Regions from separate parts of the Ostrinia nubilalis genome. Here region 1 is linked to region 2. The links are chromatin contacts, called in public Hi-C maps. All regions are on one chromosome and are shown on one strand. The core of a region is the stretch at or near the end of the contact, and the rest is flanking DNA. Distances in the headings are between cores, read along the strand shown. Region 1 holds the start of LOC135078093 (serine/threonine-protein kinase SIK2-like). Region 2 holds the start of LOC135078077 (glycogen synthase kinase-3 beta).

Evidence for each region. Hi-C and Micro-C count contacts between places; a contact is called where the count stands out from the background.
Region 1: a Hi-C map of whole body shows a contact between it and region 2, with 10 times the contacts expected there. The contact joins the promoter of LOC135078093 here to the promoter of LOC135078077 in region 2. A contact is called at or near these places in 3 of 5 Hi-C or Micro-C datasets (all in whole body).

The regions. Positions count from the first base shown.
Region 1 is chr14:8,496,306-8,500,872 of ilOstNubi1.1, forward strand. LOC135078093 (serine/threonine-protein kinase SIK2-like) reads left to right here and starts at 1,272. Exons shown (of 9, transcript XM_063972665.1): 1 at 1,272-1,980. The coding sequence starts at 1,855. LOC135078092 (N-alpha-acetyltransferase 30-like) reads right to left here and starts at 450. Exons shown (of 2, transcript XM_063972664.1): 1 at 1-450. The coding sequence starts at 96.
Region 2 is chr14:7,646,889-7,651,443 of ilOstNubi1.1, forward strand. LOC135078077 (glycogen synthase kinase-3 beta) reads left to right here and starts at 2,831. Exons shown (of 11, transcript XM_063972641.1): 1 at 2,831-3,250. The coding sequence starts at 3,142. It overlaps LOC135078079 (leucine-rich repeat-containing protein 58), which reads right to left and starts at 2,208. Exons shown (of 4, transcript XM_063972645.1): 1 at 1,588-2,208; 2 at 588-804. The coding sequence starts at 2,078.

The DNA.
Region 1 (4,567 bases), core at 22-2,521, 850 kb after region 2:
AGAAGGATCTTTGGCCTTTTTGCTCTTGCTTTTCGCATTCGCATTCATCTGACTGCATTTGATGCTTTGTACATTACCATCCGCGACTTGATGCATATTGGCGTATTTCTACCTATTTTATTTACACATTCACACGATTATAAGCTCATATAAAATCCAATAAAAGCTTTTACGATGATACATACATTCTTTCCTTGTCAAAATTGCAGAAGAGTATCACCGACATCTTGCCAAGTACAGTGTAAACTTTGGTAGCAAGACGATCCAATGTACCAAATTAAATGTACGTTTCTTAGGTTATAAATTGAAAAGGATTGTTAAAACAGTGAAATAGAAACAAGAATATGAAAAAATAGTTCTTGAAAATATTAGAAATTTGCAATTAGTTCGCCTTCCACAATCACATTGGAAAAAATGCGATTGCGAGGCGAGTTACCACTTGGAAAAATGACATTTGACTTTGTCGAATATGTTTTTTTTTATTGTTCATCGTAGCTTTGGGTATTGTGCTTTAGCTAAGTTTTTCAATCATCATTAATCGTCATCTATGGTCATGATCGTCATGCATTCCATGATTTGTTGTTTGGAAAAGTTGATTGTTTTTATGAAAAATTCTGTATTACGTCTTAATGTATATTTAAAATTGTTAAAAATATATATTACTGTTGATGATATATTAGAGATTCGTGAAAGAACATGAAAGTTTCTGTACAAAAAAAATGTAAATGAAAATAAATTCTCTTCGCTCAAATTGGATTAAATCTCAAATGTAAGTTCTGTCCTCAGTTCTGGTTCTGCCACAGAGAAAATTCGACGAATTTCGATGTCATGGACGGTGACTAATTCAAAATTCATGCAATGTGTGCAAAAAGTGTGGTACTGTGGTAACCTTATTTTATTGTTAATAAGCGCCATCTATTGTTGAGTAGTCCCACTGTTTGTAACTACTATTCTACTTCCGTTTAGGATAAACTACTTCAGAGTCAGAACCTCAGATTATGTTGTGAGACTTGTTTATTTTTAGATATTTATAGAGCGTTTTTTTACTTTAATACAATTTTTTTTTCACTTATTTGATCTATTTGTAAATTAATTTAACTGCTTAAATCTGTTATTTTATACGTATTAGTTGAATACTACGTTATTGTGTACAAATAGCTATAATGTATGCAAGCTACCGCTGTATTTGATAAATGTATGATATTCTTATCGTGTTGCTGACGTCACGGCCAGGAGAAACATGGCGGGCTGCTGAAAGCGCGCGCGTGTCGTAGCTCGCAGGTACCTAGTGTGTTCGCTTTGTAGAGTTTGAAGACGTACTCGACGCGATCGACTCGGCTCTCGGACTCGAGTTCAGTACCCGGTTGACAGCCGGTGAGGCGGCGGTGTGACGTGGTGCCCTTATCGTATTATACGCGCACGCCGCCTCTGCGCGATTTTCTACTCATTGTAAATATTTCTTGTGTACAATAGCAAGTTCTGCTTTAATCAAGATTATTAGGTGTGCACGTAAACTTATTTAAACAATATTTAACTTTTGTTATTCGAAACAACATAAAACGCGGACCTTTGATACGTTATTTACTAATGAATAAATGCAAGACGTCTCTTTGGTAAATGAAAATAACAGTGTACTTATTAAAAAACGGGTTAGTGATGAAAATTTGATTTTTAAATCCATGAAACTGTAGACCCTGATGCAATAAATAGTACACCTAACCAATACGCCAGTGTGAGTAGTGTTAACCACTAATGGATGAACATAATGTGTCCGTACATTGTGACATAGTTTCAAGATTTTCAGATTCAGTGTAATGCAAAGAATCTATTTAAGTTGGTGAATAAACATCTACAATGGCGGATCGGGAACGTCCTGCGAAAACCCCCATTAGGGTGGGTTTTTATGACATCGAGAGGACCATTGGCAAGGGAAATTTTGCTGTTGTTAAATTAGCACGACATCGAATAACGAAGACTGAGGTAAGGCTACAAAAATATACATATTATGTTCACCGCGAAATATTTTTAATAAACCACATCACTCTCCCTACAAGTTTTTAGTCTTTCTTTTGACCCCATGTAATATTATATCCAAATATGTTAATAATACCTACTATGTATTCATAATGTTACTAACTTAATAATTTAGAATATTATTATTACCTACATTAAACACCAAACGTTATCAACGCACCAAAGAGTGAATTTAATCAACCAGACTTCAGAGTCTTATCAGAGTCTAATAGGAATTCATAACTTAAGAAGTGCCTACACCCAACTATATTTTGGGAATTCGAAGAAAGAAACACCTACACAAAAGTTTTTGAATCAAGGAATTCCTTATTTTAATCTACCCGGGTATATTATACGAATCCAGTTAAGGGTAAAACACATTACAACATGAGCTGATAGAGTTAAACAATTTGATAAATACTTTATGTTACCTTATGGTATCTTACGTTGCTGCAAGCAGGTGTAAATTACCAGTTTACCACATTCCAAACAATGGGGCCATTCGAGATAACGACAGTCAACACGTGATAAATGAGATTTTAAAGACCTAAACACTTGCCTGGGATATCTGCACTAAAATAAAATTATTATCATTCAAATTAACGACAGAAGCCCTGAAGGCAGTCGAAAAAATCTAAAAGTACCTAAATATAGTCCTACATAGTATAGGATTTTTTGAGATATATTTATTTCATTTATACCCACTTTAAATGAGACTGTCTCCGTTCTAAAAAGTATTTTATAAAGTGTCTATGATTATAATAACACTCCTGCGCATTAGATAGGGATCTACACTAAAAAGAACTGTAGAGTCGCGAAACGTCTCTGTAAAGGTCATTTTTCTATTTGTACTTACTGTGGCGTGCTGTGCGTTACGTGGCTGATGTGTAGGTAATGGGTAAGTATGACCTACTTTTAAATAGATTATCTGAAAATGAACTAGGAGCTGAATCCACCAGACAACCTGCATTCAATTAAGATTAGAATGGACTCTACAATAGTTATCTACGTATCATCTTGCGGAATATACATATGTACCTACTGCCATCTTACACTTATTGCTGTTTAACTGTTAACTCTTCACTCAAAATTGTATGTAGCTATCTCAACTTGTTAGTTAGAACCTTAGCAAGGCGGCACAATATTAACATTATGATTATTACAACATATTAAATGGTTTTATTACTACTGTTTGTTACTGTTAGCTGTAGTCTACCTACGGCAACGAAGTGGGTCATTGGCCGAATACTGTGGCGTCGTCGCAAGTGACTCACTGCGTGCGTTTGGATGGACGACTTTCTAGCACCTGAATGCTGTGATTATTTTTTATAGGAAAACTTTGTGCGTTTTGAAGCTAAAACATTACGAAGATTAAAACCATTGTTGATTGTTTGGGAAATTCAGTAGTGATGACGCATAACAGAAAGTATACGAGGACGCTACATTGAATGAATGCACCAAAATAACACAACGAACGCCCTCGGCCTTCGTCACTCTCTGATTGAGTGCGTCTTTGATGTGTCGATGGAATGTTTTCTTGTTTATAAGCTTCATAGAGAGAGCATAATATGCAGTGCCATCAATAACCTAATCACCTCTGTCCACAATGTAAAAGACAAAACAAAAGGCGGTAAATTACTAATACAAATCCAAAGTTAACTCATTTTGTGTGTACTGAATGTAAAGGAATCTTGTTCCCTTGGTAATGTTTAATAGCTCTGTGATGAACATTAACATATCGTACAAAACAAAGTAGGTAATAGGGTTTCGCTAATGTATTCTTCACTATTAATATTAATTATTATTTGTTTGGTAATAAAAGGTATCGATTTTCATATTATAATAAATGTGATAATTTATGTAAATATGTTAAACCGGTAGGTACTAATAAATATTGTGTGGAGGATATTCTTGTTACACAAAAAAAGATGTGCCTATTTCAACTATTTCTAGCACATCTTTTAACTTCAAAATTAGAATTTGAGACAATGCATTTGGAGAAAGATGGCAGGTCATTATAAAAAAAATTGTTATAAATTTTGAAAGTCTAGTCTAGTCTTCTAGAAAAAGTGTGTGTGAACATTTTGGAGCAGGTATACATCTGGCAAATATTTTGCCAGGAAATCATTTCGTATGGCACGTGCTGAGTTTGCTCTGGGCCCCGCTTGAAAAATGTACGCTTGACGCAAATGCGTTATCTATTTTGGAGCTCTGCGTCAGTAGCTCGGTGTTATCTGCGTTTTGCAGTCTGGCGGTCACCCTCCGAATGCCATCTGAATTTTTTGTGACTTTCACCATATTAGACGTCTGTTTCTGCCAACATGTATTTCGGGCAGCGACGGATTCATACATCAAACAGCGACTTTCAAACTCCAGATGAGATAAATGTTACGCACATTTATAGTATCAACTCTTTTTAGCATTTTATGAAGCTGGTGTTAGCTGCTTTTAGAGAAATAGCAATGTATTTAATATTCGAAATAATAACAAGATAGACTATTGTTTGATAAGAAAAACCTCTTACTGTGACGCTCGAGGAATGACGTCAATCGTT
Region 2 (4,555 bases), core at 1,581-4,080:
TGTGGGCAGTTGGGCAGTATTGTGATTGCGTAGGTATGTATTAGAATACCTAACGTAATCTCTAAAAAGAACCTTGGAAGTATGTTGTAAGTAATATAGGCAGGTGTCAGTTGCAACACTGTATGCATAAGACGTGGACATCCACTACTCCGCATGTTTAGATTGTAGATCACATCGCATATCAATTGCGTTTGTTGCATGCCTACCCAGTTAGGTAAAATAAGTAGTTTTTTATTCTTACTGAAATATTATGCTAGTAAGTATAGTTGTTACCGGATGAGGATTTAAAACATATTTCCTTCTAATTGTACGCTAACCTACGAATTCTGAATTGAGACTGAGAATCTTAACTTGAGCGTGCTCATCCTCCACTCAAGCTCAAGCATAAACCCATGCCTATTCTTGAACCTAAATTGAACAGAGTTGATAGTAACTAAATCAACTTTGATAATTCGACTTGAGTAAACTCAAATAGATTAGGCCCAAGCTCAATACCATATTGTCGTTAGTGAATTTATGTCAAGAGAACGTGGTGGTGGTGATAGTGTTGTTATGTTAACTATGATAATGAAGGTACAGCGACTTACCTCTGTGAGGCAAGTTAATTTGATTATTTGAGTAGGAAGAGTCTTTAGGCGGTTTTTGTGCAATAGCAAGGAACGCAATTGTTTCAAGTTCGCGATACTAGCAGGTAGTTGTTCTATGAGGTTGTCACTTAAAACCAGTGCTTGCAGGGTTCTTAGTCTTCCAACTGAATCCGGAACATCTACTATTTGGTTACCTCCAACTGAAAGAATCTGTAAACTAAAGAAAGAAGCTATTATAGCTATTAACTAAATTATAATTATAATCTAGTGGTAAAGAAGCAATGTGCATAATTTTAATTAAAGTCATTTTCAGAGTATAATCAAGGCAACTGGATGTATCCGGCAATAGTCATGGGAATAATATGTCCAGAAAAACTCCCGGTAGAATTGACAACTGCACAGGAATGTTAATAACACTTTTAACAAGAACTTTATTTCAAGCAGATAACGTTGTAGTAGGTAAGGTACACATTCCGGTGGAGCTAACTTAATTTGTACTGTAGGTAATAGCTACAATAAATAAATGTGCATTAAGAGGAGTCACTTTATGAACAAGCAAGAGTGGTAAAATGTGACTTTTATCAATCCTTTAATAGACTTCAAAAACTATTGTTAAAGTTTAATCAACCTTAGAAGTGACACGTAAGTCATTGCCATTTAATTACATGGATGCTGTATAATGTACACAGGTGACTTTATACTGAGTTAAGTGATAATGTTCAAAGTTCCTTCCTGTTGATTGAGAAATGACGAAGGTAGTTAAAGGAATTGGTGATTCCAGTTTTCCAATAGGATACCTTACACATTAATAAGGCAATTTTATTACGCTCTAAGTACAATGCACATTCGGGTGTTTTACCAAGTATTTATATAACATGAAAGATATCAGTCCGAGAACAAAGAAGTAAAACATGAATGTTTACTTAAGAAATTGTGCAGATCAAAAATATTATACGGAACATCGTTTCGTTATATTAACACTGTCTTAAACAATACCTACCTGTTTAATTTCCATATATCCTTTGGTATATTGACTATGTTGTTGCCCCCAAGATAGAGATACTTAAGCGAACATAATTCTAACACTTGTTCTGGGAAGACATTTAGTTGATTTCCACTCAAGTTAAGTTCCTTTAATGTAGTTCTAGCGGAGTAAAAGCTTTTTGGTAACGAATCATTTGTCAGCTGATTGTGTTTTGCTATGAGTGTAGTGAGTGGACAATTCTTGAGCACATCAGGTAAACTTGTAAGCCTATTATTGCTCACATCCAATATCTTCAAGTTGCAAAACCTGTTTAGTGTGTCTGGTAGAGTCTTTATTCTGTTGTTGTAGAGCAGAATTATCTCGTAACTTTTTGCACAGTCCTTTTCATCAACAATGCCTCTTAGCTCAGCCGATAAGGCGATAGACTCCAATAACTGGCAAGATAAATCGAGAGTTTTTTGTTCTCTGCTATCACTGTCGCAGCTGTCCGACGTGTAACACTCCATTTTGTAGATTGATTGCGCTGAGGCTATTCTGACCTCTGACTTGCGCAAAATATTTTGAAAATCACATTATCAAACAATTCTCAATCACTAGATGAAGCGCACGCCTATCACGCCGGCGGCGCACGCGCAACTGCAAAGAGCATAAAAGAGCGCAACTGCGTCACAAAAACAGGCGGCGCATTAATTAATACGAATGAACGATGGATCGTTTGGTTTGCGTCGCATCGTGAGAGCTGGCGCTGATTGGCGGTTCACTGCAGAGTTATTAAAGAATGTTATTTATTGGATGCGTGTATACTTACAACAGTTTAAAATTTGGGCGTAATCACATTGCTACGACCAATTTATGACGTGCCATTTATTACATTTTATTACAAAACATTTAATTCAACAAATAAATAGGTTTAAGCCCCTCCCCGACAGATGGCTCTGTCGTATGGAAAGTTTAGCTTCATTTTCTTTTCGCTAATGAAATTTTGGTAATAACAATAAATTAATGTATAGTAATTAAATAATACTTATATTTGGAAATCACCCATTTTACTTAAAAAAAATAAACTGTTCAAAAATGTTTTCTTTGGGTACAACGCCTAAGCTTCGTTTTTAATCTATATTTTGTAAGTGTAAAACTAGCTGTGTGCTGTTTTACCGATATTTTTAATTCAACGAAAGTTTTTAATCATTTTATTGTAGATGGCAGCACACATCGTTATGTGACGTCATGTTCGGGGAGTGATCGAACGTCCGAATGGGTTCCGGACATAGCCGAACGAGTGAGCGAGTGCAAGTCAAGAAGGAAGACGAAGAAACTAAAATCTGTCGTTCACTTTAGTGATGTAAATTTTGAAATTTTAAGAAAATGATATTGTAAAAGCTTGAAAGGATAATCTTATTTTGATTTTAATTGTATCTTAGTGATATTGTTTTGACTATTATAGCCCTGACTTAATTTATACCGTCGGTAAAGTGAGAGAGTTCAGTGCGTGTGCAAGGGTGGTAACGAGAAATGTGAAGTATCTATGAAGTTCAGGATTCTAAAGCCGTTTATTTTATAAGTTTAATAATGAGCGGACGCCCTAGGACCACGTCATTCGCCGAGGGCAGCAAATCCGTTCGAAAGACATTCGATAATCAACCACCGAAACCACCTCTTGGAGGCGTAAAAATTAGCAGTAAGTACCACCTAACCATTCTTTTGTCGGCCATCGTGATTTCTTTGCGCCTGTGACGTATTTCGTTACTGACAATTTTAAACATGGCTGCAAACTGCCACAAATGAGCATTTATGTTAGTTATTTCTAACAATTTCGGGGTAAATCAATATCGGCTACATTTACGTCTATAGCGTTTCAAAAATGGCCACAGCCTGTGCTTCATTTCTGCCACATAGGCCTGGCATTGTGACAGCTATCACGTCAAAATTGTAAGAATTTGAACGCGATGCGTCCAAAACGTAATGATTGAAACGCGTTCGGTGTAATAAGAAGTCCACTATATTCTTGTTCCCATGAGCCAATTGTAAGGGATTTCCTCAATTTCTTCATAGGTACCTAATGATTATTCCTATTATTTTGAGGTTACTTTAATATGACGTAATTTAATGGGAGCTTTATTGCTAAAAAACATATTATCTATATCATAAGTAATCCCCACATACTTGATCAGACCACCAATCACCATAATGCTCAGATAATATTCAACCAAAGTTCATAGCAAATAACCAATAAGATATAAACTTCAAAATATTCTTTGTGTCAAAAATGCTTTGTTATAACAAATTTACATACTTAAAGCATTTTCTAAAATTCATTTCCACTAAATATATTTAAGGCTTTGGTTATAAACCAGATAGGTATTATAATAATTTGGCTATGTTGGTTTCACAAATTTATTATTGTCATACACTCGATATTAAAATGTGTGCACCAGAGACCCAGTGACCTACTAGGACAGTGTTTTTCAACCTGTGGGTCGCAACCCCCTGGGGGTCGCCAAGCCTCTATAGGGGGGTCGCGTGAGGTCATAAAATCTACCTCAGTAAAAAAACATTACTTATAAAGATAGGTTTATCCAAAATCTAATATAATCATAAAAATGTTTTATGGATTGAAATACTCAGTTCCCACAACATCTTTGTAACATTTTAAATGCAAGAAAAAAAAGGCGAGCGGTAGGGGGTCGCAAAATATTTTTTCATGCTAGGGGGGTCGTGTCATGAAAAAGGTTGAAAAACTCTGTACTAGGATAATCCAAATTGGTTAATATTAATGAGTATTACATAAATCTGTAGCATTAATGTGAATTTAAACATGAATTCTAATGATAATATGTTTAGGTACTAAGTTTCCATCACACTACCTATTGATGATAAAATTATGACTTCATTAGCATAATTTTATTAAGGGTTCAAATTTTATTAAGTTTTACTTAACAAACAAAAACTATATAGTAAATAAATAGTACAATAATACTTTTTA